Regions from separate parts of the Zea mays genome. Here region 1 is linked to region 2. Evidence: chromatin contacts called from public Hi-C data. All regions are on one chromosome and are shown on one strand. The core of a region is the stretch at or near the end of the contact, and the rest is flanking DNA. Distances in the headings are between cores, read along the strand shown. Region 1 has its middle 53 kb from the start of LOC100282648. Region 2 has its middle 180 kb from the start of LOC100282648.

Region 1 (2,919 bases), core at 232-2,731, 230 kb after region 2:
AGAAGATCAGGGTCTGTCTTGCAAGAATCCGTGAGCCCGTATACATATGACTGGAGTGCGGGTTGTTTTCAAATATTCATAAGGACTCTTTTGAAATATTGCCACGCGAAGGGGTATCATCGCAAGAGAACCACACAATCTGCAACCCACGGATCAACTTAACTCGCCACCCTCATTGATTCGACATGGAGCGATGGTCGTTAGATCCGAAATCCGTGGACCAAAGATCGCCCACATCGCAAGTTAGCTTCAGCCTTTCGATCCCCGATTGACGACCCAGAATTGACGAGCCCGAAGAGTTATCTACTTCTAATCTTGACCGCCCATTGCCGGATCAACGACGCCAAGCACGCGTCGGTACACTCTAATCCACATCACATGCCCCAGATCCGACGCCCCCTACGTATCTTCCTCCTTGCGCCCTCCTATTACCCTTTCTCTCTCTCTCTCTTCATGGCCGCCCTACGTCGGTAGCCACCCCACGGCGATGAGCACACAGGTGACCAGGGCCCACTGCGATCAGGTGACCAACCACCGAGCTAGGTGTAGGTTACACGGGTACAAGACTCACATGAAGGTGATTTACCAGAGATCAATATGGTGGCCGAGATGATGGCCATCGGCAATGTCTGATTAGAACGACCAGCCCCGACAAGCATTACCTCCCTGGCGAGCACTGCAGTGGCTTTGGCATGAGTTTACCTCTCTCTCACGGGGCAGCAACGCACCCAGTATCCATGTGTTTGGTTGCCGTAGAATTCGAACCAGACCGACATGAGCCCAACCAGTATTGGTAGAACCGTGATGAGTTCATGCTGATATTTTTGTTTGGTTGTTTGTACAGACTAGTACAGACTAGATACAGATTTTGTTTGGTTGTCTGCACTAGGACGTCTATTAGAGAAGAGTGTATAAATAAACCTCTGAATATTATATAGTATGACTGGTCTAATTTTGTTCACAAAATTTTTAGGAACATAAATATAAAATCGACTTGTTGAATAATTTTTCTAACTAGAAGATACAATAGAAAAACAAACCAATAAACATTCTCATTTTAAGTGCCGCATGCAGCGACCGGATGAGTCCAGCCTGAGCGCGCGCGTACGTGCGTGCGTCACAGGCGTATGGCGCTGGCCTGGCCAAGAGTCAATATTTGCATCTGATGAACCTGCATCCGTAGACAAGTGTACCAAACGACAAACATTTTACGGATCCGCGGCTGCAGCTGTACATGGGCAGCAGTCAACCAAACACGGTCAGCAGGCCGCGCGCGGGTGCGGCATGCACGAAGGTCGTTGGGCTGTTTGCAGGGGAGCGCGCGAGCATGAGATCGACTCGACCAGCGGTCCCACGAGGTCAATGGATTAGTGCTGGTGAGTTGGCGACAGCGGGGTTTGTTGAGATTGCTACGGGGGTGTTGACAAGGCAGGGCCCACGCGCCGGTGTCATAGGCTCCACATGCGAGTGTGCGGTCATCAGACCTGGCGGTGCGGCCCCAGCGGTCAGCGAGGTGAGTGCGGTTGGGTTTATGTCACACAGACCGCGTGGGATAGTAATTCGGCCCAGCCGCCAGCGCCATGGTGATTGTGTGCATGCGAGGTGTGTGGGTGCGCATTTGGGCCAAGCAGGGGAGAAGCCGGGCTCGACAGGAGTTTATATCTTTTCTTTTTTATTTTCTGTCTTCTATTTCAAAATTTTAGTTTCAAACCAAAGTTCAAACTCAACCAAAGTTTGAATATCAACTTCTAAATACTCAAACAACTCCAACATGAGATGCAATATTTATTACATGTATTTATTTGATTCAATGATATAAGTATGTGGTGCACACACACAAAGTTTCTATTTAAAAAAACTATTTTGTATTGTCTAGGTAAAAAAATCAATGATTATCATTTATTTATCTTGAGAAAAAACAATGCTTTCAAGAGTGAATTCTTGATTAGAAGATATTTTATTTTAAATCTTTAGATTACTTATCCCTATGATGATATTTTATTTAATCCCTTAATTAGAAAACACATCTATTTAGATCTTATGATAATTTTTCCTAAAAAGGATTTTTTGGTGTTACATCCCATCAAATTATGCAAATATTCAAAAAGTAAACATTATTATATGTATTACTTGGATACAAACAAAAATGCATAGGGAGAATCCACTTTCCTTGCTCAAACGTGTCCTGCGGGTCGTCTTCGAACGTATTCGGTTCTTCTACCGCATAGTCAGCTTCTAATATAGATTCACATATCGTACATACAAAAGAAAACATTCACCAAATAAATAAACATACACCGTTACATAAATAACATTCACCATTACATGAACAAGCATATACCATATAAACCATACTTAAGATAGTGCTTAGAATAAAACCTAATTCGTACTCATTTTATTAATCCCTTATAACTCTATTTTGGATTGTCACTAGGGAAAGTTATACGGATGTTTGACTACAAAAGTATTTTACATAACATAGCTTAGATGTAATGACTTAACCAATTCTACAGAAATAAATTAATTATCAATTAATTATTTCTATTATGAATAATGATTTCCTTTTACTTTTATATTTTCTTTCTAAAAGAAAAGGTCATTATAATAATCAGAGGTCAAAGCATTTAATAACAAATTAAACCACTGATTAGACTATAATATTTGTATTATTATGAATTCTATACCACTTACTAATTCTGTGTTTAGAAAGTTTCTATTATTTATTTAGTGGGTCAAAATGAACCTATGATTATAAACTTCTAGATTAATTCTAAAATTCATCGTAAACAAAATTAACTATGAAACTACTTATCTAGTGTTTTTATTTCCAACACGTGGTATACTAAATTTTGTCATACTTCTTTCAAATCCCAAATTCTAACGTAATCGTAAACCGATGTTTTGTCTAATAACAATTCA
Region 2 (3,007 bases), core at 74-2,573:
GGCAACAATGTTTCTCGAAACTATGGTTTTATAATACTATACTTTGCAATTATCATGATGATGCTATAGTTTTGCTAGCTCCATGAATATCATAGTTTTAGGAAACATTATTTAGATATAACATTGTAAACCATGATATTTAGACAAAAGCTAGGCATGTCATTAAATCTTTGGATTGGAGTGAAGTTTCTAATACTCAAAAAATACCATAGTTTAGAAACATAGTTTTTAGAAAAGCAATCAGACACCTCGTAGCATAAAATACTCTAGTATCCCTTTACCTCATCTACTTAGCCTACTAAATCATCCAGGCTCTGTTTGTTAGCGTCTATGTGTGCTTTCACCATTTGCACCACAACTCTACGGGTTTTAATCCATATCGTTTGATTCTAATATAAGTGGACTGGAGTGGATCATTAGGTATTAAGAAGGATATTAACTTTTAAGAGATCAAATCTTTCTCAATTCCCTCCAATCCATCTGAATTGTATTTAAAACGAACATGCCTTTAGTTTAGCTCTTCTTGCACTACTATAGGTACCGTAACAAATCTATAATTTAGCTTTGAACTTTTGATCTTGTTTGTTGCAGTTTCTTATCCACATGTGATGTTGAAACTCTAATACTATTGTATATTCAGCTTATATTTCCTTTTATGTATAATTAAAAACAAATTCTATGTTCTAGACTCGACAGTTACTATATTGTAACACCTCAAAACCCTATAGTTGTAATCTAGTACAACTCTCTGAAAGGATTTGAACTAAAATACCTCTTAATAAGGATTTTCTCACTTTCAAGTCACTTCTCTCAAAATTAATATCTTTTCTAATAAAAGAACAAATGAAAAGATCACTAAGTGAATGAAGTTATCTCTTTGTGACCTATACATTGATAGGTACTCCTTAAAGAAATTTAAGTTAAATCATACCTTAATAGAAACTATACAATAGAAAATTATTTCTCTAAAATAAACTATCTTTGTGCGAACTACATAGCTAGAAGCATTTGCAAAAATAGGATAATAAATAAATATGTATATAAAATATATAGTAATGCATCCATACTGGAGTTATTTTTTGGTGTATTTTGAGAGATTAACTTATATTTGAAATTGAAATTTAACCTAGAATCTACATAGAACAATGAAAACAGAAAACAAAAAAAGAGATACTAGAAACTGGCCTATTCGGCCTGATCGCTCGGTTCAGGCCAGCTTGCGTCTGCGCCTCGCCCTTGGTGCCGGCATGCGGGGCCCGTTGGGAGCCCGCTCACCCTATTGCACGCGCGGGGCATTGGGCCGCTGTCACTCTGGCCCGAACGTCACCCCCTCGCACTAGCTCGTCTCGTCACCGACCCGTGGGACCAGGATGCCAGCTGTCGTCCTCCCCAAGCTGGGTGTTGTAACAAACTCCAATGGACTTCGCTGAACCAGTCGCAACCGGGATCCCCGAGCCATGTAATCTTCCTTGCTTAGGTATAAATACCGTGCACCTATACCCGTTGTCCATCCAACAAGTTACCGTGGGATCCCGTCGAATATCGCCACCACCATGAAAATAGGGTTCGAGAGCCAGACCACCATTACCGTGATAAAGTTGAACCGTGGCCAGTGATGTTGACTTGTGGTGTCGCTTAGCCCTCGGGAAGCAATCAAATGTGGTCTCCTGTGTTCGCCTCAAGTAATAGCACCACTGGGGTGTGGGCTGGGCGCCCTGGGTCAACGAATTTCTCACCGAAGTTCATGAGGGCCGCGGAGCCATTGTCCATCGTGGGTAGTGGAGTCTGCACCGCAAAGCCAGGTGAGGTCTTATCCCATAGATTTGTAGTAGTTTCCGCCCCGTATAGCACCGATTGACGTGGGGTTTTGAGTCCCAGAGCCTCGAGTAGCGCGTCTCCAGTGGGGAACTATCGTAATCGCTGGGCGGCGCCGCCGTGTTGGGTTCAGAGGAGGAAGAAAGATGATGGCCGTTCATCTAGGTTTGGACGGCGTGGATTAGGACACATGTGTACCCTTTCGCGTTTTTAAATCTGAGCCACAGATCGGCAAAGAATCGAATCAGGTTTAGCTCGTGGCGTGGATGGTCTTTTGATCGTAGATCCGAAATCAAATGACCAGTGTTGTTCACCGGTTCAGATATGTCTCGATCTAATCTAGACCATTAGAGTTAGATCGGACAACTGCGAATCTGCGTACCCCTTCGTCGTGCTTCTGTTGCTAAATAGACCCTGTGGTTTCTATGATTCAACCCGCCATCCACTCCAGTAGGAAATCCATTACATATAGGTCCCAAATTTTACGATTTTCACCCCAAGCTTATACAAAATAATGGCCGTAGTCCGGGGAATCTTAAAATACCCAAAATAAATTTGGAAAATAGGAAGTGTAAAAATAAGTATAAAATCTTAGGAAGTTCGTATCTTCTCTATTTTAACTCTGATTTAATCCGTTCCAATTGCGATAGGTTCGTAATAAAATCATCTACACAATAGCATACATTATTTTGTTATATCACATAACTTTATAATTAGATAATTATTTACTTGTATAGTAAATTAACCTTTCTAATCAAAGGTAATCTATCCATAATTATAAACTAAATAAAGTATGATATTAAATCAAGTTATGATTTAGATTAAGGTTGAAATAGTTATTTCTTTGTAACATGTTTAAACTCACATGATTTATTACATAGAAGATATTATTACCATTTAATCACCTAAAACTTTAGAAAAACTATATTTTCTAAATCATAACTCTGATTTTAGTCGTTCTTGAACCTACGATCTAGTAGCAAGGTGTAGAATTTTCTTACGTTGTTTGTTCTCATATTTGGTGTAATGTTATTTTTATGTACTCTCTGTCTATTTGTATGTATTGCTACGAATAGAAGTGATGAGGACATCAACTTGTGATACCCAATTTGTAAAAAAATAATACAAAAAAGAGAAAGGTTATTTTCTTATTTTTAAGTGGGTGTTATATTTATTTACCATCACATGAGAA

The links. Hi-C and Micro-C count contacts between places; a contact is called where the count stands out from the background.
Region 1: a contact with region 2 is called in a Hi-C map of bundle sheath, with 4 times the contacts expected there. The contact joins two enhancer-like sites. A contact is called at or near these places in 2 of 25 Hi-C or Micro-C datasets (bundle sheath and endosperm).

Annotation. Positions count from the first base shown.
Region 1 is chr4:99,909,895-99,912,813 of Zm-B73-REFERENCE-NAM-5.0, forward strand. No RefSeq gene overlaps it. Among protein-coding and RNA genes, the nearest start is that of LOC100282648, 53 kb to the left of the region's middle. Within about 2 kb of position 1,482, at least 18 of the 20 cell types and tissues checked have an H3K27ac peak or open chromatin away from gene starts, as enhancers often do. A contact at or near this core is called in bundle sheath and endosperm, where this site is marked.
Region 2 is chr4:99,676,243-99,679,249 of Zm-B73-REFERENCE-NAM-5.0, forward strand. No RefSeq gene overlaps it. Among protein-coding and RNA genes, the nearest start is that of LOC100282648, 180 kb to the right of the region's middle. Within about 2 kb of position 1,324, at least 18 of the 20 cell types and tissues checked have an H3K27ac peak or open chromatin away from gene starts, as enhancers often do. A contact at or near this core is called in bundle sheath and endosperm, where this site is marked.